Regions from separate parts of the Mus musculus genome. Here all the other regions are linked to region 2. The links are chromatin contacts, called in public ChIA-PET, Hi-C, HiChIP or PLAC-seq and promoter capture Hi-C maps. All regions are on one chromosome and are shown on one strand. The core of a region is the stretch at or near the end of the contact, and the rest is flanking DNA. Distances in the headings are between cores, read along the strand shown.

Region 1 (3,060 bases), core at 548-3,047, 660 kb after region 2:
GGTATACTTTTCGGAGAGAACCACGCCTCCCTTGTCGCGACAATATTGGTTATGGTTTGCGTTCTTTTAAAATATGAAATCTTCACGATCCGAAAAGGCGGACATTCTATATTCCCAGGTCACTCCGATGTTTCTCTCTCCCGCACTGATTCCCACAGGTGACATCAATTCTCCGCCACTGGAGAATGAAAACTTGGGACTACATTTCCCTGCAAGCCCTTTAGAAAAGGAGGCCAAGAGCAAAGAGACTTTCCGTTTCCGTCCGCTAGCAATTTGGCGTGTTCACGGTGATACATATTTCAACAGTAGCGTCCTTTCTCTGTACAACTAAAGCAGAGACTACATAACCCACCAGGTACCGGCACCGAGGGGCAAGCGACTAGGTTGCCATCTCTGTAGTAGTCCTCTCCTACACATCCGCCGAGAATAGTATTAGCGGTTGGACTACAAATCCCATAGCATCATGTGCTCCTTCACCCTCCATCTTTGTGGTAGTCCCCGCCCCGCTCACTTCCATTGTCTCGACAGAAGATAAAGAGGGGAGCGAGGAAGACTACAATTCCCGTCTGGCTTTGCATCATCGAGTGCGGGATTTTGATAGTTCAGGCGGGCGAGGAGCTCCAAGTGGTAGAATGAAGCAGCCAGGAAAGGTTAGGTATCCTGCCATCTTTACGGTAGTCTCTTTATCCTCCCGGTTCTGGCATTCTTAAAGGAACATAGGAAGGCTAGAAAACTACTATTCCCATCCCACTTCATAAGATCGACTTATTAGGTGTACGCCCCTCGATCGCCATCTTGCTTGTAGTCCTCGTTTCTTTTCACCTTTCCATTGTTCCTGATGAGTAGAAATGGCAGCGGGAAGGCAGCAGCTGGACTGCGACTCCCGTCAGGTACCACACGCGCGGAGGGTTGTGGACCAGAGGGCGTGTGAGTGCCTGGAAAGGAGGTCGGGTCGGGGGAAAAGGCCATCTTGCTTGTAGTCATTCTTCCCGCTCCTTCTCTATGTCCTGCTACGGGGAGTCTCGGGTCAACTGGACTATAATTCCCGCCATGCTCGGCTTCCAGCGTGGCATCCTTCTCGCCATCGTATTTGTAGTACCGGCTGGCCCTTGTGTCCCACTTTTCCCACGATAGTGCTAGAATTTGGAGAACTACAACTCCCGTCGTGCTTTGCACGCGCTCGTCCTGGAAAGTAAAGGTGGTGAAGGAAGGAGGGAGAAGGGGGCGGGGTTCCTCTGGGAGAAGGAGGGAGTAAAAAGGAGGAGGAGGTGGGAAGAAGGGAGGGAAGAGGGAGGAGAGGAGGAAGGAGGAAGGAGCTGAGGAGGGATGAGAGCGGCGACCTGGGCCCAGGGCCGAAGCAGCGCGAGGCTAGGGGAGTAGGGGTGCTAAGACATCCCAACTGCCCCCACCCCCTTCCTGCCTCTGCCCCATCCTTTCCTTATACCCTCCCATTTTAGGAGTGGATTTATTCAAATTTTATTTAAATCTTTATATCTTGAGGGTCGCGCGTTTGAAGGGGGGAGGGCGGGGGCGCGTGCAGGCTGGGGGGGGCGGGGCCGGAGCAGCTTCCTTCACCCCCCTCTGCGCGCCCTGTCTCTGTAGGTCAGGGGGCCGCAGTACAGGGGCGGACCCAGGGGAGGGGGGCAGGTTGCAGCGACCCCCCCCTCCCCGGGAACCGGCGGTGGGCGGGGTTTGAACCCCGGAAACGGTGGGGGGCCCCTGGTCTTTCCCTGGACCCCTGGGCAGTTGGAGCTGGGAAGGGGCCAGTTAAGGGTCGGGGGCTTTGGGGAAAGGTGGGGGTGGGGAGCTGAGACTCATACCCGGGACTGAGTGGGGCCCGGGCAAAAGCTGAGCACCCTGCGCCCGAGGAGCCCCCGTTGGCCTGGGGGGGCTGAGGGACTGAGCCCCCCAGAGCAGGACCTCCCCCTGGAAGGGCCGCGCCGCAGCCCGTGGGAGGGCCTCGCCCCCGGCGCTCCCCATCTCCACTCGCTGCTGTCCCGGCCTCCGCCGGAGGGAGGGGCCGAGCGCCCTCGGGGGGCCGTGGACCCCGGCGTTCTGAGCGTTCAGCGCCCCGCGCCGCCCGGCCCCCCCGCCGCCGATGGCCGCCGACCCGCCGGGAGCTGCCGAGAAGGGAGAGATGGCTCCCGGGACACGTGTGAGGTGGGTTCATGCGGCTCCTCCTCACCCCCAGACCTGGGCAGCTCCCACTCCCATTCATCCTCAGCCTGGCCTCTCCCTTCCTTCCCCGCCCCCAGCCTCACCCTCCCTTTGCTCCAAACTCCTTCTCCAACCTTCTCTCCTATAACCTCCAACCCCAGGGAAGTGGCCTTCCTTCCCCGACCCTGCTGCCCCTTGCAGACCTCCCCCTCCACCCCGCCTCCAGTCGCCGCCCTCTAGGCCCCTCCCCCGGAGTGCTGGAGGGCCCCATACCCTGTGGATGGTCTGGAAGTCCTTGGAAAGGGAGAAGCCTGGGGGAAGCAGGTCTAAGACTGATTGGGAAGAGACCCCCCCAGGCTTGCTGAGTCCATGTGGGATTTCAGAGGATCTGGTTTCCAGGGGCAGGAGAGCCCCAGGGATTCCAGACAATTAGGGATGAAAAGCAGGCTGGTAAGATGTGAATGGGGGCGGGAAGACCTAAAGCCGAGCCCACCTTGAATTTTGTTGAGATGTTAGGGCAACTTGTAGAATCCTAGGGAGTCTGGGAGATTACCCAGATTGCCTGAGGGATCCTATTGGATAATTTGGAGCCCCCAAGGACTTGTGTGTGGGCTGAGAGGGGACACTAAGCATTTCAGGGGTGTCAGCCCGGGGAAGTGGAGAGCACACACTGGGTCACTAGAAATGGAGTGGGTCTGGCTAGAGTACCAAGGTTTGAAAGGTTTGGATGACTAAGTACCCACGTGAGAGAAGGGAGAGGGGAAAGAGTGTGGTGCATGCCCCTGGAATCTGGAGGTAAATCAGTGAGGGAATGGGGGGTGTGGGTAACAACAGGTATGAGTTGAAGCTCCCTCAGGTAATGCTACAGATCTGAAGCCTTTTCCAGGAACCTGGGCTTGGGAT
Region 2 (3,386 bases), core at 451-2,950:
AAGGTAGCCAGAAGACTGCCACAATTGGGAACCCACTGTAGTCTACGTAGAGCATTTTAAGCTAGAAATGATACATAGTGAAACCCTGTCTCAAAACAAATGAAAAACATGTATGTTGAAATGCTGGTGGTGAAGAATTGTGGCAAAATGCTTGCCTAGCATGAGCATGACCCATAAGCAAACAAACACCTCCGCCGCTGCCCCACCCCCCACCCTGGAAAAAAGAAAGAGAAGACAGAGGAGGGAACAAAGGCTGGGAGAAGGCTCAGTACAACACAACAGTGCTGATTGACAAACATGAGGGCCTGAGCTTAGACCTTAGCACACACTTCAAAACTATGGGCACCGCAAGCTCAGCTAAGTGCTCCTATTAGCTTAGCACTGGGGAAGGAAAGAGGGGGACAGGAGGAGAGGGGGAGAGGGTATAGGGGGAGAAGGGAGGAGGGGGACCGGGGGACAGGGAGAATGGGGAAGGGGAGAGGGAGAGGGAGTTCAGCAGTTAATTCGATGCTCTTGCAGAGCACCTAGGTTCAATTCCTAGCACTTACAAAGTGGCTCACAACTGTCTGTCAATCACTTCCAAGAGATCTGACATCCCCTTCTGGCCTCCTTGAACACGAGGCATGCTTGCGACCAAAATGCATACAGGTGAGCTAAACACACAAACACATAAAATAAAATAATAGGGTGGAAATCAATTAAGTAGACTCTGGTCTACACACACACACACACACACACACACACACGCAGACACTGCATGCACACCATGTAAAGGTATGATGGCCTAAACAACACCGGTAACAATTACTCTCATAGTGCTTACACCGTTAGGTATCAGAAGTAGTGGAGAGATGAGCCTGGGCACAGTGGCCTGGGACTGAAACCAACACTCAAAAGGCTTACGGGAGTGTGTATGTGTGTGTGTGGGGGGGGGGGGGGGATTCGGGGCCAACCTGGGCTACATCTTAAGTCCCTGTCTCAAACAAAACAAAAGTATGACACAGCTGGATGAAAAGGGTGCAGGGAGTAGACGGAAGGACAGGGACCCTCCAAGAAGCAGGCAGCAAGATACATCGCAGCGCTGTGGGAGCCCCTGAGCCGGTCTTTATAATCTTCCTCTCCCCTGGGTGAGCGAGCTGAGGTCTGGGCCTTGCCTGTAGGGTGAGAAGGTGAAGGCGCTGGGGTCTGGGCCTTGCCTGTAGGGTGAGAAGGTGAAGGCGCTGGGGTCTGGGCTTTGCCTGTTGGGTGAGATGGTGATCGCGCCTAGGCCTTGCCTATGGGGTGAGAAGGTGAAGGCGCTGGGGTCTGGGTCTTGCCTTTGGGGTGAGAAGGTGAAAGCGCTGGGGTCTGGGCCTTGCCTTTGGGGTGAGATGGTGAACGCGCTGGGGTCTGGGTCTTGCCTTTGGGGTGACAAGGTAAAGGCGCTGGGGTCTGGACCTTGCCTGTGGGGTGGGACTGACTGGAGCAAAGCAGCTGCTCATTCTGGCTCCACCTTACACAGGAAGTGGTTCTTCACCACACTGACCACATCCCCAGGTTGCCTTGGAAACACTCTGTGGGGGCAGGAAAAGTTGGGGCACAGTCGCCCAGCAACAGGTGGTAGCCTCCCTTCCGCCTTCTTCTGAGGCCAGCCCTCCAGGGCCTTTCAGATCGCTGCGCGCACACACACCCTCCCGGCATGCACTGGGAAGAAGGGCTCTGAAAACGGCGAAATCCAAGATTGAAGCAAGGTGACAGGTGAGGTGAGGGGTGCGGAAGCAACTGCAAATGGGGGACTGGTGGCAGAGATGTGGACAAATACCAACAAGGGAAGCAGACAGGCCAGTGATTGGGCAGAGCTGGGGAAGCTGGATAGGTGCCGGGCCACAGACCTGGTACAGCCAGATAGCACAACAGGGCCACCTCCAAGGAGAGCGGTTAGGTGGCTCAAAGAGTAGGTGCATATGGAAGGGAGGGGCCAGCAAGGGGTTTCTCTCTCATTCCAAGTCTCCTCACTTGAGACTGAGGCAAGACCTGAGAGCCCAGACCTTTGATCTGTCATCAGAGGTGGGGGGTGGGGCTGGAGGGGAAGTAAGGCCTGCGACTGTGCAGGGGAGCCTCAGCCAGCTCTGGCTTGTTCTCCGGCCTCTCCTGGTTTGCTCTTGACCTCTCTGGGACCCTTTGCTCCTCTCTAGTTTTGCCACCCATGCTCAATAAGCCAATTAGAAGAGCCGAATTAACAGTGGGTAGGGGTGGGGGTGGGAGCAGGAACGCAAGATGAGGGACAAAGAGATCCAGCACTCCCGACTCCCAATCTGTCTCTGAGGTTCTGAAGTAAAGTTACAGTTTAAAAAAAAGGCCAATGATGTGCAGTCCCAGTGACATGCAGTCTAAGCACTGTCTCATCCTGTGCCACGGTCAAGTTGTTAGAACCGTTGTTGAATCTCTTTCCAGGAAACGGGATATCCTCTGGTTGCTGTCCTTTCCTTCTCCCAGTGGAGACGTTCCTGACTGTTCTGAGTCCACACTGAGTCTCCCAGATGCCAGTGACGCCTCAGCAGCCCTCTGGGCACACGGAGGGGCTCCCTGAGCCTACAGCGGAGGCAGCAGTGTGGGTAGTAATCCCCTGTGGACCTTGTATTCCCATCATGCTGGGCCTGGCCTCTCTCACAGCCTTCTTCATCATAACTACTGCTGTACTGGCCGAACGCCTGTTCCGCCGCCCGCAACCAGACCCCAGCCAGCGTGCCCCCACCCTAGTCTGGCGCCCTGGAGGAGAACTGTGGATTGAGCCCACGAGCAGCGCCCGGGAGCGCTCTGAGGATTGGTACGGCTCCTCCATGCCTCTGCTGATGGACAGGGCTCCAGGTCCCCCAACACCCGGTGGCACCTTAGAGGGCAGAGCAACTGCTCCACCAGCCACTTCAGCCCCATACTCTTCCCTCAGTTCTCTAGTTCCTCAGACCCCACCAGAAGTCCCAGCCCAGAGCACCTTCTGGAGGCCTCAGACCCAAGAGGAGAGGCCCCATGACACAAGCCTGGTGAGCTGGGTTGGGTCTGAGCCCATGCCAGAGGCTGGCTTGCAGGTTGGGAGCCCCAGGCCTTGGAGGCCGAGGCAAGGGAGCCTGGAACCTGATTGGGGTCTCCAGCCTCGGGTCACCCTGGAGCAGATCTCAGCATTCTGGAAGAGGGAAGGCCGGACCAGCGTGGGCTTCTGAGTCTTCAGGACCTGTAAGACTAACTCCCACCTCAGAGGGACTACAGGGGTCAGCTCCAGCCTTAGGCCTGACCCTTGCGCTGGAAATTTTGTGTGGAAATTTCTGTCTTCTGCACCTGGCTGGTGGGCAGGCTAAGAGTGTGGACAGCCTGCACTCCAAGGCTTGCCTGAAGTTCAGCTTAGGTTAAAA
Region 3 (3,384 bases), core at 631-3,130, 660 kb before region 2:
GTTGTTTTTGTTTTTTGTTTTGTTTTTTTTCCGAGACAGGGTTTCTCTGTATAGCTCTGGCTGTCCTGGAACTCACTCTGTAGACCAGGCTGGCCTCGAACTCAGAAATCCGCCTGCCTCTGCCTCCCGAGTGCTGGGATTAAAGGCATGCGCCACCATGCCCGGCTGAGAAGATATTGTAAGGAGCCAGGAGAAGAGTGTATGAAGAAACCACTAAAAGTCGCTGAATATACAGAAAAAAAAATAGAATAAAACTTACACCTAGATCTTTGGATGTGATTCCTTGCCAGAGCAGCCAGGTTGCTGGATTAAAATTCCTCTACAAGGCTAGCCTGTAACCAAGAGGAAATCTGCTTTGCTGTGGGTGCTGAAGCTGTAAACGATGTCATCGGGCTCCCACAGCAAATACTTTTACCCACAATGTAGTCCCTCAATGGCATCCCGCAAAAGATGTCAAAGCGGCAGTCAACCCCAGCCACAATAAAATGCCCTCGCAGAAGCTATCAAAAATGCCAGCTCCTGTCAAAATGGTGGCAGGGAGGAGGCCTTCTCAGCCTGCAGCCATCACAGGAGCTGTCCACTCGGATGCATTTCCTTACCCCCGCCCCCACCTCAGCAGGAGCTGTCCACGGTGGTAACGCCTTTCCTGCCTCGGCCTACACTCTTGGTGAATTACTACAGCAGGAGCTCTCCAGCCTCGCCAGCGGCCCTACAGAGGTGGTGCCTCAGTAAAAGCCGGCTGTGGCCAGGAAGGACTTCCTACCTTAACCCATAGCCTAGATGCAGGAAAAAAGGAAGGCGGGGGGGGGGGGGGGGGGAGTCAACAATCCTTAAGCAGGGAAACCCACCAATCTCTGGGCTTCCCGCAAAACCCCACCAATCCCTGAGCTCCCCAAAGTCAGGACTTGAAATCCCACCAATCCTTAATCTGGAACTCTCTGCCCTGAAAAGCTCCACCCCTAAGAAATCCTATCTAAGCTCTGCCCTCTATTTAATTCCGTGCTGTCTGCTCCTGGGAACAGAGGGCAGCCACCCCTGGATTTGTTCTTCACACCCAGGACCCTCCAATAAATCTCTTTCATGAGATTTTTCAAGGCAGGATCATATCAGCATCCAAGCAGACATTATGCAGAAGGAGCTGAGAGTTCAACATTTTGTTCTGAAGACAGAAGACTGGCTCCCAGGCAGCCGGGGGTGGGGGTCGGGAGGGAGTCTTAAAACCCACACCCACAGTGACATACTTTCTCCAAGAAGGCCATACCCACTCCAACAAAACCACACCTCCAAATAGTGCCACTCCCTGGGCCAAGCATTTTCAAACCACCACAGGCTGTCTGGGGATAATCTGTAGTGGGCTCCCTCTAACACTAAAAGCCCACCAGTAGGCACATAGGAGGAGGAGATAAGGGTTATCTTGCTAGTTCAGGCGTGATGGGTACTACGATTGGGTGTTAGTGCTGGAGAAATGAGGAAGGCATCCTGGTATAAGTACACTGGTGTGCATTCCAAGGAGACCACAAAGAATCAAGGACTTCCAGGTTCAAAGTCTTTTATAGAAAACCGGTTTGGAGGCAGGGGGACCCAGGCTCTGTACTTGTTTGAATTGCTGTGACTCTCCAAAGCGAGAGGTCATACATAATGAGAGATTGACCCAGACCCAGGCTGAAAGATTTACAGCCCTGGGAGTGGAGAAAGAGATTTGCAGGAAGCCATATGAAAATGGGATTGGAGACACGTAGATTTCGCACCTCTGCCACTGACTGCGCCAAGCTTCAGAACGCCAACCCAGCCCTGGCCCGCGGGGCGGAGATGCTGGGCGGGCCGGGCACACTTCGCAGTAACGCGAGTCGGGTTACGGCGGAAGGGCGGCCGGGCGGAGGGAAGGAGGAGGCCGCGCGCAGCGTCCTCTAGGACTAAGACCAGGCGTTCCAGGAGGTGGCCTCGAGTGGAGCCTCAGCAGATCCTCAGCACCAGAGAAGACTACCGCAGACCCGAAGCCCTCGGAGCTTCCAGGGAGCGCGGGAGCGCGGGGGCGGTCCCACGAGGCTGCAAGAAAGGCGGGATCCAGGCCGCGCGTCCACTCGAGTGCAGTCGGCGTCTCTTGACCATCCCGCCCTCCCACCCCCCGCGGCCCCTGCAGAGCCGATCCGGAAACAGCCGAGCGGATCCGGAAACAGCCGAGCGGACCCGGAAGCGGGAGTGCCATCACCAGTGAGTGCGGGAATCCGCCGTTTGGGCTGAGACGATGGCAGCTGCGCCAGCAACCCTAGGTGAGAATCGGGGGCACCGGCGGCCAGGAATCGGTGCGGGAGTTGCGCCGCTGCGCACGTGGGGAGCAGGGGGCTGGGGGCGGAGCCGAATGCGACTGCTGGCGGCAGCCGGCCAGCGCGGAGGCTCGGGAAGGGGGCGGGGCACAGCGCCCACCGGGGTGGGCGTGGCCTACACGGTGGGTGTGTCTGTGGGTGGGGCAGGTAAGGGGGCGAGGCGGGGCCACTGGAAGGGATTGGACGGTCGAGCCAAGTTAGTTGGGACTCCGGGAGGGGCAGGACCAGGGGAATGGGATGAGGTCCTTGTAGATGGAGAGTAGGACTGGGTTACTGGACTGCTGGGTGGCCTGAGGTGTTAGGAGATCGGCAAGCCGTGGGAATAAATCTTGGTCACTGTCCCCCCCACTCCCCGCTCCCCACAGCGCTGGATCCCCAGCCCCAAGAGAAGCAAAAGGATGCATCCGAGTCAAGTGAGCTCAGTCGGCTTCGTGCCGAACTGGCCGGTGCCCTGGCAGAAATGGAAACCATGAAGGCTGTAGCTGAGGTGAGCGAGAGCACCAAGGCGGAGGCAGTGGCTGCAGTGCAGAGACAGTGCCAAGAGGAGGTGGCCTCCCTGCAGGCCATCCTGAAAGGTGAGGCACCCGCTCCCAACACAACCCACCCGACAGCCTGTCTGCCTGCGCCCCTCTAGCAGGGAATGCAGGGCGAGGAGGGCTTCAGATGAGCTTCAGGTAGCTCAACAGAGAAAAGACTGTGTCCCAGAACCTGAGTGCCCCTTTCTATTTTGCAGAGAAACACCACAAGTGTTGTCAGCAACTCTTGTCAGTCACAGCTAAGTGTAGCAATCATCTTTACCCATGATACCCATGGGTATCATTTCTTGTTCTTGCTGACATAAGATCAGCCCAGAATACGAGCCAGAAACTTCGCATTTCTCTGAACCACCCTCATTTTCCTCTGGGCCTCGAGGCTCGAAACTCAGCCTGTTGTCTCTGAGCTTAGTCCTATGATTTCCCTTCCTTCCCAGGTATCCCTACAGCACCCTACACAAATACATGCATCTCCTTCCTTCTCCCCCTCTGTCTCATGGCCTCTGTGGATTGGGAGACACCAGCTT
Region 4 (3,097 bases), core at 78-2,577, 720 kb before region 2:
CTGGATCAGCTCAGGTTGTACATCCTCCCCAAAGCCCTCCTGTGCCCTACACCCTTACCATCATCTGAATTCTGCTGGGAAGATGGCATCCGATGGGAACCCCCAAGGGGCTGTGGGGATCTCCTGGAAGCCAAAGGTCAGAGATTACGTCTAGGTAGGACTCTGGGAGCAAGACAACCAGGAAAAAGCGCCTCCCCAACCTAGAAGGTGGAGAGGCACAGTAGACCCAAGGGACGGAGTTGGGGGATACTCACGGGATGGGGAGCAGGTCTGGCTGCCTCAGGGGTGGGAAGGAAGTGACTAGAGGGTAGGAAACAGCAGGTGTTCGGGGGACGGTTATTTCTGAGGACACAGAATGAAGCTTGAGGGATGGCTCCAGACACCCCCCATCAAGGCCTCGAAGGACAAATGGACCCCAAAATAACATGCCCTAGACAGACATGGGGGCTCCCACTTTCCCCATCCCAAGCCAGGGAACAGCCCTTCAGACAGCTAAAGGTGAACAAGGACAAACGCACACTCTTAAAAACCCTCGAGGAGGGCCAGAGACACTGAACTCACGAGGTGGCTTGATGAGGATGCTTCTTGGGTACAAACTGGCAGGAAAGAGACAGCTTGGGTACAGGGCCAAGAGGGCCCCAGCCCCAAACCCTTGAGTGGAACCAAGGGAAGACACACAGGGACACGGGCTTCCCACTCACCTCTCTGTGGAAGTGCTGTCATAGGAGACTGGAGGAAAGAAATCCAACAAGTCAGGATCGGGGTGCACCAGGGACAAAGAAACTCAGGCCCCCCACCATCAATCAGGGCCCAGGTAGGGACAGTGGAGAGTGCAGGGGCTGGGGAGGGTATGAGGATCCAATGGAGCGCCCACCCATCATCCAGTTCCGCAAAGCTTCCCACTTACCTGGCAACTCACGGCAGCGCACGCACAGGGCAGCCAGGAGCGTGACCAAGAAGGGCAGCAGCAGGAGGCCCAGCCCCACCGGGCTCAAGGCGTCTGCTTCCATCTGCAGAGCACCTGCCACAGGCCCTGCTGCACTGCAGCCCCTCGAGACAGAGTGGCAGCAGGGGTATGGGACCAAGCGGGCTCCAGCCTGGGATCCGCCCGGCAGTAGGCAGCCGTATCCTTTCGGGGCTGGATGGCTCCCCTCTCTTGCTGGACTGAGTTGAGAGCAGTGTTGGCTCTGGAAAGGTGCTCGCCCCAGAGCCAGAGCTGGGGCCCGTGCCCCAGCTACCAGCTGCACGATCCCCGTGCCCAGCTGTACCTGCCCCTTTCTTGCTCCCCGCCTGCCTCTCCTGCTCACCACCGCGTGCGACAGGAAGCTGTGGTGAGGGCAGGAAATCATCAGGCTGCTCAGCAGGCTGAGCCTGCCCCCTGCCCACTCACCCCCACCCAGTTGTGGGAAGGGGGAGGAGGCAGAGGGACTGTGTGGAGGAAGGGTCTAAGGCTGCAGGATGAGGCAGCCCGTCCACTAGGAAAGGAGACACGTGCCAACCAGGCCCGCGGTACCCTCCCCATGCCCGGGTGGGAGAACTGCAAGGAGGCTCTGCCAAGGCCTGTGTGGACCGAGGGCACTGAGGGCACCACAGGCCCCCAGCTCCCAGGCTTAACTACTGGGAGAGCGACTTCCAGGGGACCACGGTGAGTCACAGTCATACTGAACCAGCTCACTCAGAAAAGAGCAGCCCTCCTTCTAGATTACCAAGCTCAGAAGACAGGGACTTACCCACAGGGTGACCTGACAGCCCCTGCTAAGTCCTGGGACTATGGATATTCCCTGAGGCCAGTGGCACCCACAGAGAGACAAGCAGTCAGTCAGGAGTCTGATTACAAATTTTATTCCATTACAAATAGCACCAAACCCCTTGGGCTGTCCTAGTAGAGAGGACACCCCTTCCCCGTTTCTGGACTCCCATCTCTTCCCTGGGCTGCCCATGTAGTGTCTGGGAGCTGGGAGATATCCCAGGGCTTCCTTCTTGGACCTGGGCCTGGTGAGGGCTTCTGCCTGGGAACCGTCTTGGGTGGGCCCAAGGCCCAGCTGCGATGCATCAGTGGCCGGGTAAGCACCGGCTCCTCAGATGAGCACGCTGGACACGGGGACTCGGGTAGAACGGCCTCGCTGAGGTACTACAATCCGGTCATCTGAGGGCCCAGACTCATGCAACAGACCTGCGAGAAAGGGGTCAGAGCCAAGGCCAGTAAGATAAGAGCCAGCAAGGGGACACAGGCAGCAAGGGGACACAGGCAGAGGGGCCCAGATGAGGCAGCATGGAGAGCCCTCAGAACTGCACACAGACAGAGCCCAATCCACTTCCAGACAGACCCAAAGCTAAGCTGGATGAGCCTGGGATGCTGGGACTCTTGCCCCCAGCTGGTGGCATGAATGGATGGGCTAGTCTGAGTGGAGGGAGAACTGTAGAGTACATACGCGGAGACAGACAGACAGGCAGGTGGTACTGTGAAGGTGGACCTACAGTGACCCTCACTCACCCTGCACGTGGAGTTGAGCCCGCCGGCGGTCATCTTCAATGAACATGGCGGTGCCCAGGAAGGCCGCACCACCCAGTGCCCCAACGAAAGCACAGAGCATGAGCGAGAACTGCAGAGCCCGGAACTCGGACAGGAAGGAAGGGGGCCAGCTCCGTCGGAGGCGGTCAGAGATCTGCAGGGAGAAAAGAGTCAGAGACCTGGGGGGTGCAGAGCACTGACCAAGAAAACAGAGGCTGGGAAGGGGAATATTTGGGTCATAGGGTGAGACCCACAGCCTAACGGGCAAAACCTTCCTATGGCTTCCTTCCTATACACCAGAGGACCAAAGGGGAGATGCGCCATAGGCATCTATTGCCTAATCTTGGCCAGACTCATGCCACCAGTCAGGGTAGGGAGTTCCAGGTCCCCAAAACCATTCCATCCCAGCCAAGGATAGCACTTACTAGACCAATGAGGTAAGGGCTCCCTGCATCTCCTAGCAAGTGGGACAGCACTATCTGGAAGGCCTCAGCCGTGGACCGTCGAGTTGGGATCACCACGTACTGGGGGTGGGAAGGGAAGAACTCAGTAGGTTCCCAGAGAAACCAAGGCCAAAGCCCACTG
Region 5 (3,333 bases), core at 29-2,528, 750 kb after region 2:
ATCTATTCCCTAGTATGTATGTGTCCAATAAATCTATCAAGTGAATGTATTTCTGGAGGGTCAAAGCTGGGGAAATGAAGTCGGGCAGTGGTGGTGCACGCCTTTAATCCCAGCACTCCGGAGGCAGAGGCAGGCGGATTTCTGAGTTCGAGGCCAGCCTGGTCTACAGAGTGAGTTCCAGGACAGCTAGGGCTACACAGAGAAACCCTGTCTCGAAAAACAAACAAACAAACAAACAAACAAACAAACAAATCTGGGGAAATGGCACCGTGAGAGAAGCGTAAAGAAGATCAGGAAGCCACGGGCTTTAGTTTCAAATACAGGAAAGGCTACTATTCGGATCAAATCTTCTATGCAGGACTGCTATGTGGCAGCTACCGAATTTGGTGTTGGGGATTCCGTTAAAGAAAAGCAAGTCATGCTGAGACGTCAGCTGTAAGGCAGGGCTGCGGAGGTAACAGTACATTTTTCTCAGTCTGAGCTGCTCTGGAATTGTCGTGCTGCTCAGAAGGTAGCGAGCTCAGCGGGACTGCAATGCTCACTCGGGGCATAGGCCGCCCACCTGTCAGAGGCTGTGCCAGGAGGACGCGGGGGAGCAGCGGGGGGAGCGCCACCTTGGCTGAGGTCACTTCCCACCCCCAGATTCTCTGCCTACAAAACCCTGCAATTCCCTGACGCTGGAGACTCGGGTCTTATTATTTCCTGATTTCCAAGGTCTCATGATACTGACAGCCCCAAATGCAAGTCTTCACTTTGCCCACGCCCGAGGACCCAAAATTAAAACAACAAAAAAGTGAATTCTACAGAGCATCCTTAGTAGGTGGCTGAGAGTAGGCAGTGTACCCTTCCCCACCTCGAAGAAGCTGTTGGGGCACAGCTCAGACGCTGGGGTGTCGGGGACGTCGCGAGACTGAAGCCCGAGACGTCGCTGACAGGCCGGAACACATGACTGGCGGTCGGGCGTGCAGCCCGCGGAGCTGGGCCCGGCCTGTCACGTGATGAGGGGGCGCCATGGGGTGATGTGAGATACGAGGCTCTCAGACTGCGTGCAAATGACGCATTCCCAACCCTTTGGGCAACTAGATCTCGGCTCCAATATGAGATGTTCCGGTAGTGGGGGGGGGGGGAGCAGCGGGGCGGGCTCTGGACTCAGGCAGCCTCGCTTCCGTTCGGCTGCCACTGCTTCCGACCTCCGCCTTTCCCTCTAGCGAGGACGAGCCGAGCCCTCGCGCGCATGCTCGGAGTCATCCCCCGAGGGGCGGGGCGGCAGCTGCGGGAGCAGGATGGGGGGAAGAGAAGGGAATTCCAACCTGTAGAACTTTGGGGGTCCTATGATCGGGTTCTTCCCCACGACTGTGGATGGTGAAAGGGGTGGGGCCTTTGGCGGCTCCGGGGTGTACTGGAGTTCGCTGGGTGAGGGAGGGGGTGTCAAGTGTGAGAGAGGTGCAGGACTTCCAAATTTAGAACCTTGAGGCCCTTTGGGCTCGGGTCCAGGGCACTCCGACCACCATGCGCGACAGGACCCACGAGTTGAGGCAGGTGAGAAACCGGGATGGTGAGGACACCCTGGAGTGAGGAGAAGCGGGGCCGGGCGGGCGCGCTGGAGTGAGGACTCCTGGTTTTGGGTCCCGGGCGGGTGGCTGATGGCCAGGAAGGAAAATCCCGGAAGCCCATGGTTCCTGCGGGGCGAGAACCGCAGCGAGCAACTGTCGCCAATGACTCCGGCCCTGGCAGGGGGATAACATCTCAGACGATGAAGATGAGGTTCGAGTCGCGCTGGTGGTGCACTCAGGTGCTGCCCGGTTGGGCAGCCCGGACGACGAGTTCTTCCAGAAGGTAAGGGTCAGGAGAACCGAGGAGTAGGGCGGACTAGAGTGACACTTAAGTCTTCAGCCCTCTTGGTGATCCTTCCTAGGTGCAGACAATTCGGCAGACTATGGCCAAACTGGAGAGTAAAGTCCGGGAGTTGGAGAAACAGCAGGTCACCATCCTGGCCACGCCTCTTCCCGAGGAGAGTAAGCGAAACCTAGGGCTCACGCACGCCAGCCCGGTGGACTATGGGGGATGTAGTTTTATTCAGGTGATGGCCAGGATGGGTTTGGTTTTGGTTTGTGGGAGAGGCTGTGATTTAGAAGTGTTGGCTTTCTCGTTTAGGCATGAAGCAGGGCCTGCAGAACCTGCGAGAGGAGATCAAACAGCTGGGGAGAGAGGTCCGGGCGCAGCTAAAAGGTGAATGAATTTCAAGGGTCTCAGCCATATCTTTCCCTTTGATTCAGCCCAGTTGCTGGTGTATCTAGTTGTTGTATACAGTCAAGTGATAGATCCAGGTCACACAGCAGACTTGGGTCTAGGATCTCTGTCCCATGGCATCAAAGCCATGGTACTTTGCAGAGCACATTATGGCCTCTCAGATTCCTTTATTATTATTTTAAGTTTAAATTCAAAATTACTTACTGCTCTCATCCTTTCAGGCCAGTGTGTATTCTTTGGGCAAGCAGATGAGAGGTTCCTCCACGCTTGTGGGAACCCACTGGTGTAATTCAAAGAAAAACATATCTCAGAAATTCAGAATTCGCCCCCTTCTCCTCTCCCTTCTCTCTTCTCACCTACTCCTCCACCTCTTCCTCCTATATAGACCAGGATGGCCTCAAATGCACGGAGATCCATCTTTCTCTGCCTCTTGAGTGCTGAGATTAAATTAAAAGCTCGCTCCTTCTTTTTTCTTCTCCTCCTCCTCCATTATGCATTACTACCAGAAGGCATTCCTGTTCATAGTCACTATGTAATAAAAATGTTAGAAAACAAGAAACTCCTTACTACGTAGCTGGAATGTAGATGTGGCCCTGATCTGGTCTCCAATCACTTTTTAAAAATTCACTTAAAATATTTTATTATATGGCTTACACTTTTATTAATGGGTTTGTGTGTGTTCAATATGTAGATCAGGCTAACCTCCAACAGAATGCAGCTGGTCTCCCAAACAATGTTTGTAAGTCTCAGGAGGAACCCCTCTTCCCATCCATCCTTGTGTCTCTCCCACAGCCATAGAGCCCCAGAAGGAGGAAGCTGATGAGAATTACAACTCAGTCAACACAAGGATGAAGAAAACCCAGGTGGGTTGTACTTTCCTAGGACCAAGGGATTTCATTCATTGTTTCTTAGGTTCCTGCATGGTGACTTAGAGGCCCTTGATTCTAGGATCTCTGTCCTGATGCTTTTCCATATAAAAAAGCTTATGCTCAAGAGAGGAAGAACTGGGTGCAGGCAGAGAACCAAATCTCCAAATGCTGAATCCATTAGAACCCCCTGCCTCCTCCAGTCAAAGAGAATTGG
Region 6 (3,162 bases), core at 231-2,730, 840 kb after region 2:
CCTCTGACTATCACACAGCCCCGCTTCCTGTCACAGCCACTGGGCCACTCACTCCTTACCACTGGACCTTTAAGACCAGTCACTCTATTCTGAATGCCTTTCCAGCCTTTCTCCACTAGGCTAGAGAGCCATCCGGGCACAGCCCCTCCATGGCATGTTTGGATCAGCCGGCTAGGTCACAGGTGTCGCTCTCAGCTTCCAGGGCCCTCTCCACAGAGTCCAGGCTGGCTGACACCTGTTCTCATGCCTATGACTGTTCCAACTGCACCAACCTGAGCGTTACCTAGAGACACACCTGTTTCCACCCTCTCCCCATCTGCTGAGCACAGGAGAACTAGGGGTGTGATTGAACATTGCAAGGAAATTGGATTCCTCAGGTTGGGGACCTGAGCCGCTCCCCCCACCCCCCAAGCTAGCAGTAGGCAGAGAAAACACCTAGCTAGATTCTTCCTTCATTCCCTCACAATCCTGACAATGGCTACTACTCAGACTGCAGCTGAGGCGCATCTAGGCTCCAAGGGGCTTTCACTTCCCAATCTCCCGGTCTTCCTCACAGCCCTAGAAGAACAGAACTGAACAGCTTTTCAAGGCAAAGAAACTGGAGCTTTGAAAGATAAGGAGACAAGGCTACTAGATAGTTATGCTCAGACCGGAAACCAGTCTACACTGGAGCTGATCTTCTCAGAGCCACCTCCCCTACCCACACTGAGAGTCAGGCTTCGATTATGCCCGCGGACAGCTCACTGCATCTCTTTACCTCAGTTTCCTCATAAAACAAGAGCCAAGATTCCATACACTCAGAGCTGTTGGGACACTTAGTGTGGCTAAGTGCAAGCCCAGCTAGGCGACAAGTGTTCCTACAACCCGCCAGGGGACACCGAGCCGCTGTGCCCTCACTCCCCCAACTCCCGCAGAAAGCCTCACCTTCAGTCCCGTCAGCTCCTGGAGGGAAAGAAAGAGAGAGGAGTTGGCAGGGAGGCCTGAGTCCCCAGAGCCCTTCACGCCAACCGCTTCCCCATAGGGTGATTCCTTGTTTGGGGGACTAACAAGAGAAGAGGGGAAGACGGTAGGAACACGGAGATTCGCGAATTCAGTCTACACGGGGACCAGCCTGCTCTCACCGGGGCTCCTTCTCCAACCCTCCCTCCCGCGGATCCATACTTACGGATTCCCGACTGGAGCAATCCGAGAAGGAGCAGAATGGTCACAGCTTCCAGCTGCCCAAGTCCCAGGCCCACCCTTAGGGCCATGGCCTAGGACAAGGGCCCCCCGAAGGAGCCCCTAGGTAGAAAGGGAAGAACCAGAAGGCTGGTTTTGAAGGCAGGATCTAGGTGTGGGATCAGAGTGAGGAATCCCAGGATCTAGGCTGGGAAGGTGAAGCAGGCTTCTCGGCAGAAAATGGCCAGGGGGAAGACGGGACACACCTTTAGTCTCTCTGCAGTGACCAGCGTGGACCTGTTCTGCCTTACAATTTGGTCAACAGAGACCTCTCCAGGCACTTCAGGAGCCAACCACCTGTGGGCTCCTCCCTCAGCCACGCCCTCCTCCTCCTCCTCGGAAAGCAGGCTTTTTTTTTTCCTGCTTCTGGCCTCTGTGGTCCTTTCCTGGATCCTTTCGCAGTGGGTGCTTTTGATACAGGAAAACTGATCCTGGACAGTCAGAAAGCAGTCCCAGGCAGGACTGGGAACCCTAAGGGCCAGCCAAGTACCCCAGGTCTTATTGGTCACTCAGTTATCACCCCCCCTCCCCCCACTCCTAGTCCCCTCTTCCCCGACAACCTGGCCTGGTCTAGACCTTATTAAGGTAGGGCCACAGCCGCTGCTCAGCCCTTCCCATCCCTCCTCAGGCCAGGTATCTAAAACTAGCATGGGGGAATGCCCCAGGCCAAAGCCATTCGTGGCAGGCCCTCTGTAGAAACACCTTCCTGCAGGTGTTGAGCACGGCTGGCTATTGACAATCATCCGGTAAGTATTTGCTAAGTACCTATCTGTGCACCCGGCACAAGTGGCAGACTGTACCATCTATGACCTCCTTAAGATGATGATGAAGTGGGGATGTCAGACTCGAATCAAGTAACAAAAGGCAATTATTGATTAATCATTTCAAATTAGGAGCTGTGATATAGACCCAATTAGTGGGACTCTCAACTGCACAGTAGCTGCAGGGCTCGTGGAAGAACAACGCTGGGAACCAAATCCTCAGAGGGCATGGAAAGATGCCAACCAAACAACACTGGCAAAGTTAGGCCAGGTGTGGTGGCACGTGTCTTTAAAGCCAGTTGTGCTTTGTCCCACGGAGGCACAGGCAGGCAGATGTCTGTGAGTTTGAGGCTAGACTGGTCTACATAGCAAATTCTAGGATAGCCAAGGCTACATAGAGAAAAATCTCTAAAAAAAAAAAAAAAAAAAGCCGGATGTGGTGGCACACTCCTTTAATCCCAGCAGCACTCAGGAGGCAGAGGCAGGGGGATTTCTGAGTTCGAGGCCAGCCTGGTCTACAAAGTGAGTTCCAGGACAGCCAGGGCTATACCGAGAAACCCTGTCTTGGAAAAAAAAAAGAATAAATAAATAAATAAATAAAGACAAAGCCGGGGTGTTGTGAAGTAGGTAGGGTAGGAGTTCAGGGAAAGGCCTAGGGAAGGCTCGGTGGTAAAGCAATTCCCACGTGCAGGCCCATAAAAACCCAGGTTCCGATCCCTGGCTTTCTGTAAAGTGTGAGTGTGGCGGTTCACAGCTGCAACCCCAGGACAGTCCTGGGTGGGAGTCAGCAGACCCTGGGGCTTTGCTGCCCAGCCAGTCTAGGCGAACCAGCAAGGTCCAGGTTCATGAAACCCTGCCTCAAGACAGGCTGGAGAGCAGCAGCCTCAGAGTTTGCTTGTGCTGGTGCATGCATGTGTGTGTACACATGAGTAACAGGGCACAGGAGTTCACAGAAAGGCAGCCCGTGTGCCGGCCGTCTGTGGGTATGGATATGGGTTAGGTTTAAGCTGAGGAAAAACTGACCCTTACTTCCTCTGCTGTCTGCAGCTGGATTCCAGCCCAGCCCTGGGTCGGAGAATTCCTGGAGGGGGTGAATCAGAGGGAGGGAGGGGCAAGACTCTGGGAGTCACGTGCGGTGCGTTTAGGGAAAGGAAGGGGCAGATTCAGTGTGGGGCATAGAGAG
Region 7 (3,191 bases), core at 209-2,708, 820 kb before region 2:
CCCAGCTCATTTAACTTTTTGTGGGTGCGTGGTATGCATGCATATGTGTGTGTTTGCATGTATGTGGGGTGCACATGCATGTGTGTGCATGTGCAGACGGAGGTTGATTCTCTTGTTCTCTATTTTACAAATTGAGGCATGGTTTCTCACTTGAACCTAGAGCTGACTCATTCGGCTAGTCTTGCTAGTCAGCTTGCTCTGGGGATCCTGTCTGCCTCCTAAATGCTGGGATTCTAGGCTGCTACACCTGCCCAGCCATAGCTGAGTCCTGGGGGCCTGAACCCTGGTCTTTAGCAGCATCTCGCTTGGTTCCCCTTCTCCCCTCCCGTACTTATTTATTTATTCAGAGACTGGGTCTTTCACTGGAACTCACGGATCAGATCAGGCTGGTCCCTGGGATCCACCTGTTTCTGCCTTCCCAGGGCTGGAACTACAGGTGTCATGGCACTGGAGGAACTCAAGTCCCTCATGCTTGCCTGGCAAGCACTTTACTTAATAAGCCGTCTTCCCAGCTCCACCTAAGGCTACCTGAGTTTGCAATAACCAGCTCTAAAAGTTCTACCAGCAGCTGGAGTGGTTGGAAGAGGATGCTAATTTGAGAAAACAATCTGATCAGAGATTAAAAGGAGGAGAGATTTTGGGTGCGTCGGGGGCTTTTTCTATGAATAAAATAGTATGCTGCATGGGAGACTGGGCCTCTGGAAGGATGCGTTCGTTGTTCCCACTCTGTCGCCATCTCTGCTCGATCGCCCCACCTGCATCCAGGCTACAATTTCCGGTTAATGAACAAAGCTCTTCACACCCGGGTGGCTTTGCACAGCTGCTGCTTCAGCCAGGAACCCCCCACCCCCTTCTTCCGTTCTGCTATACACCTTTAATCCCAGCTTTTCCTTAAACTTACTTCGCGGTCTCCCTACAGCAGAGCTCGAAAGTTCTGCCTGAACCCTGCACGGCCCCACAGACCCCAGGTCTCTGAGTAGCCTAGTAGTCTTATGAGGTCCCCTGGAAATCGAATGGATAGGTGGAAGGATGAATGGGCAGACAGGCGGGTGAACAGATGGACCGGTAGTTGAATGAGCGAGTGCATTCTGAATAGGAGAGCTCGGATTTATTTTTCTTCTTTGAAACAGATCCAGGCTCCGCCCCACAAGCACAGGCTGGAATAGTCTGGGACAGTCTAGCCCCTCGGGGACCAAGCAGCTGGACCAGGTGACCCTCTGTGACTCCCCCGAGCCCTCTCTAACCTCGTTCTGGCCCCCTCCTGGGCTCTGACCTAGAAAAAGAAGCTTATGCCAATGACCGGCGGGCCTTAGGACCCCGCGTGGCCGGAAAGCGGGCGGGGCATCGTGCGGCTCCCGCGGCGGTGGGGAGGTCCAGGCCCGTGGCGCCTGGCGGGAGGGCGCGGCGGGAGTGCGCGTGCGCGGAGCGCGCACCCGGCGCGGCGGACAAAGGCGCGTGCGGCGGCGCGCGAGGCGGAGGGCGGAGCGGCGGGCGGGCAGGTACGCGCCGGCGGGAGGCGGAGCCGCGAGGCCGCGATGGAGCGCAGCCCGGGCGGGCACCGGCGCTGGAGCCCGAGTGCCGGGCGGAGCGGGAGCCTCAGCCGGAGCCGCAGCCTCAGCCCGCGCCAGGCCGGGGCAGGAGCCCGCAGGGCCGGGCTGCTCGCAGCGGCGGCGCCCGAACCCCCCAGCGGCTGAGCGGTGACCTCCATCCTCGCACGCGGCTGCTGGGACGCAGCGACCGATCCAACCCGGGCCCCCCAAGATCTGCTTGCTACAACCGCACACCTCAAGACACAGAGAGACCCAGGCTTGGGGCGCTAGCCTCCCTAATCCGCTACTCCGGCACACAGGGACCCCAAACCTAGGACAGCAAGATCCTCTTGCTAACGAGAAGCCGCGGGCACCCCAAAGCCTCGGGACCCGGGCGACCAAGCCCCTTGCGACGCCTTCAGCGTCCCGGCTCATGGTGGTAGTGGTGCCCTGAGCCCCTCTCGGGCCGGGCAGACGAAGATCGACACGGCGCCCAGGCCCCCTGCCGCGGCGTCCCCGCGGCCCCAGCCCAGGTAAGTGGGACCCAGGTGAGGGGCGGCAGGTGAGTGGTACCGAGGTCCCTAGAGTCCTGCAGGTGGGGAAGGAAGTCCAGAGTGCGCGCTCCCCCTCCTCAGCGTCGCCATGGAGCCGAGGCTGAAGGACGTCTCTTTGTGTCTCGCTTGGAGGAGCCGCCCCCTCCTCCTCTCCCTTCCCCCACCTTCCACCCCAACCCTGAGATTTGGGCACAGCTTCGGACCCCGGGAGAGAGGAGTTGCGACGCCCTGGAGAGGGGTTAGAAGGTGGAGAGTCTCCCCGGAATAGCCTGGAGCCTTAGACCTTAGGTCCTTTGAAGAATAAAGACACGTAACTATCATCTCCCAAAGACCAAGCTGAGTTCTTAAGTGACACCCACCCTCCCCACAGGAAAGAGAAAATTTGGGGCGCCCAAAGGTGAGAGGTGCCTGCATTCTGCAGCTCTGGGTGACAGCTGGGGCTTTGGGTGTGTGCCTTTGTCTGAGAGGGCAGGGAAGGGGCGTGTTTGAGAGGATGAGTCTCTTATTTTCTGACTCTGAGACCCCAGCTCAGGTCTCAGTGGGGCTCTTTATCCAGTCCCTCTTTGTGCTCCCTGCAGAACAGGGAGAGGACAAGCCCTCTCAGTGAACAGCTAGTTTGGGGGAGGGAGGTACCCTGAATGAAGAAACCATTTCGGGTCAGAGCACCTTTCTGCCCCTCTAAGTCCCAAGGACAGCAAACCTGAGTGTTTTCCCTTTTTCTGACCCGGGGAACACCTAGGGCCAAGTCCGGGACTGGGACACTGTGTCCTCTACGATGCAGGAGTGAGTCTGGATTCTTGCTTAAGCTTTCCAAAGCATCTACAATCAAGAGGGCCTCAACAAATGTCCTAAACCCCAGGACCCAGGGAATGCCGGAAGATCTTGGGTGCGTTGTACCCCGAGAAAGGGCAGGAAGGTTTTTTTCAGCCTTCCACAGACAGGTGTAAAGTCAGGTAGGAGGTGAGCAGACAGGCTGGGGAAGGCAGGATTCAGAACACAGAGCCCTATAGAAGTTTCTTTGTTCGTTTATTTATCCATTCATTGCAACATCTACCGTGTCTGAAGCTCCAGCCCTGGAGTTTGGGGCTTCCCCTCATCTTTTCCTGAT

The links. Promoter capture Hi-C pulls out the DNA fragments that hold promoters and counts their contacts. Hi-C and Micro-C count contacts between places; a contact is called where the count stands out from the background. ChIA-PET counts read pairs in DNA pulled down with a chosen protein or histone mark. HiChIP or PLAC-seq counts read pairs in DNA pulled down with a chosen protein or histone mark.
Region 1: an RNA polymerase II ChIA-PET map of memory CD8 T cells shows a contact between it and region 2, with 30 read pairs. The contact joins the promoter of Fbxl19 here to the promoter of AI467606 in region 2. A contact is called at or near these places in 2 of 115 datasets of contacts at active chromatin or transcription factors (memory CD8 T cells and pancreatic cancer cells).
Region 3: a contact with region 2 is called in an RNA polymerase II ChIA-PET map of memory CD8 T cells, with 12 read pairs. The contact joins the promoter of Rabep2 here to the promoter of AI467606 in region 2. A contact is called at or near these places in 4 of 39 promoter capture datasets (hippocampal neurons, liver and pre-B cells) and 2 of 115 datasets of contacts at active chromatin or transcription factors (memory CD8 T cells and pancreatic cancer cells).
Region 4: a promoter capture Hi-C map of liver shows a contact between it and region 2, with 4 times the contacts expected there. The contact joins the promoter of Lat here to the promoter of AI467606 in region 2. A contact is called at or near these places in 5 of 39 promoter capture datasets (cranial neural crest, hippocampal neurons, liver and 1 more) and 1 of 115 datasets of contacts at active chromatin or transcription factors (memory CD8 T cells).
Region 5: a contact with region 2 is called in an RNA polymerase II ChIA-PET map of memory CD8 T cells, with 18 read pairs. The contact joins the promoter of Stx4a here to the promoter of AI467606 in region 2. A contact is called at or near these places in 1 of 39 promoter capture datasets (erythroid cells), 2 of 115 datasets of contacts at active chromatin or transcription factors (memory CD8 T cells and pancreatic cancer cells) and 1 of 9 other capture datasets (pancreatic islet).
Region 6: an HNF4G HiChIP or PLAC-seq map of pancreatic cancer cells shows a contact between it and region 2. The contact joins the promoter of Prss8 here to the promoter of AI467606 in region 2. A contact is called at or near these places in 2 of 115 datasets of contacts at active chromatin or transcription factors (memory CD8 T cells and pancreatic cancer cells).
Region 7: a contact with region 2 is called in a Hi-C map of CD8 T cells, with 2.5 times the contacts expected there. The contact joins the promoter of Sbk1 here to the promoter of AI467606 in region 2. A contact is called at or near these places in 1 of 484 Hi-C or Micro-C datasets (CD8 T cells) and 1 of 115 datasets of contacts at active chromatin or transcription factors (embryonic stem cells).

Annotation. Positions count from the first base shown.
Region 1 is chr7:127,744,978-127,748,037 of GRCm38.p6, forward strand. Fbxl19 (F-box and leucine-rich repeat protein 19) reads left to right here and starts at 1,798. Exons shown (of 11, transcript NM_172748.2): 1 at 1,798-2,160.
Region 2 is chr7:127,089,736-127,093,121 of GRCm38.p6, forward strand. AI467606 (expressed sequence AI467606) reads left to right here and starts at 1,701. Exons shown (of 2, transcript NM_178901.3): 1 at 1,701-1,737; 2 at 2,434-3,386. The coding sequence starts at 2,520. The coding sequence ends at 3,197.
Region 3 is chr7:126,426,887-126,430,270 of GRCm38.p6, forward strand. Rabep2 (rabaptin, RAB GTPase binding effector protein 2) reads left to right here and starts at 1,881. Exons shown (of 13, transcript NM_030566.2): 1 at 1,881-2,270; 2 at 2,690-2,899. The coding sequence starts at 2,246.
Region 4 is chr7:126,368,241-126,371,337 of GRCm38.p6, forward strand. Lat (linker for activation of T cells) reads right to left here and starts at 1,328. Exons shown (of 12, transcript NM_010689.3): 1 at 908-1,328; 2 at 702-729; 3 at 562-596; 4 at 255-342; 5 at 59-123. The coding sequence starts at 1,010. Spns1 (spinster homolog 1) reads right to left here. Exons shown (of 12, transcript NM_023712.3): 10 at 2,938-3,036; 11 at 2,495-2,666; 12 at 1,820-2,173. The coding sequence ends at 2,079.
Region 5 is chr7:127,840,530-127,843,862 of GRCm38.p6, forward strand. It overlaps Stx4a (syntaxin 4A (placental)), which reads left to right and starts at 1,279. Exons shown (of 11, transcript NM_009294.3): 1 at 1,279-1,539; 2 at 1,735-1,836; 3 at 1,916-2,015; 4 at 2,155-2,229; 5 at 3,043-3,113. The coding sequence starts at 1,510.
Region 6 is chr7:127,928,633-127,931,794 of GRCm38.p6, forward strand. Prss8 (protease, serine 8 (prostasin)) reads right to left here and starts at 1,481. Exons shown (of 6, transcript NM_133351.3): 1 at 1,166-1,481; 2 at 925-942. The coding sequence starts at 1,250.
Region 7 is chr7:126,271,038-126,274,228 of GRCm38.p6, forward strand. Sbk1 (SH3-binding kinase 1) reads left to right here and starts at 1,459. Exons shown (of 4, transcript NM_145587.3): 1 at 1,459-2,062.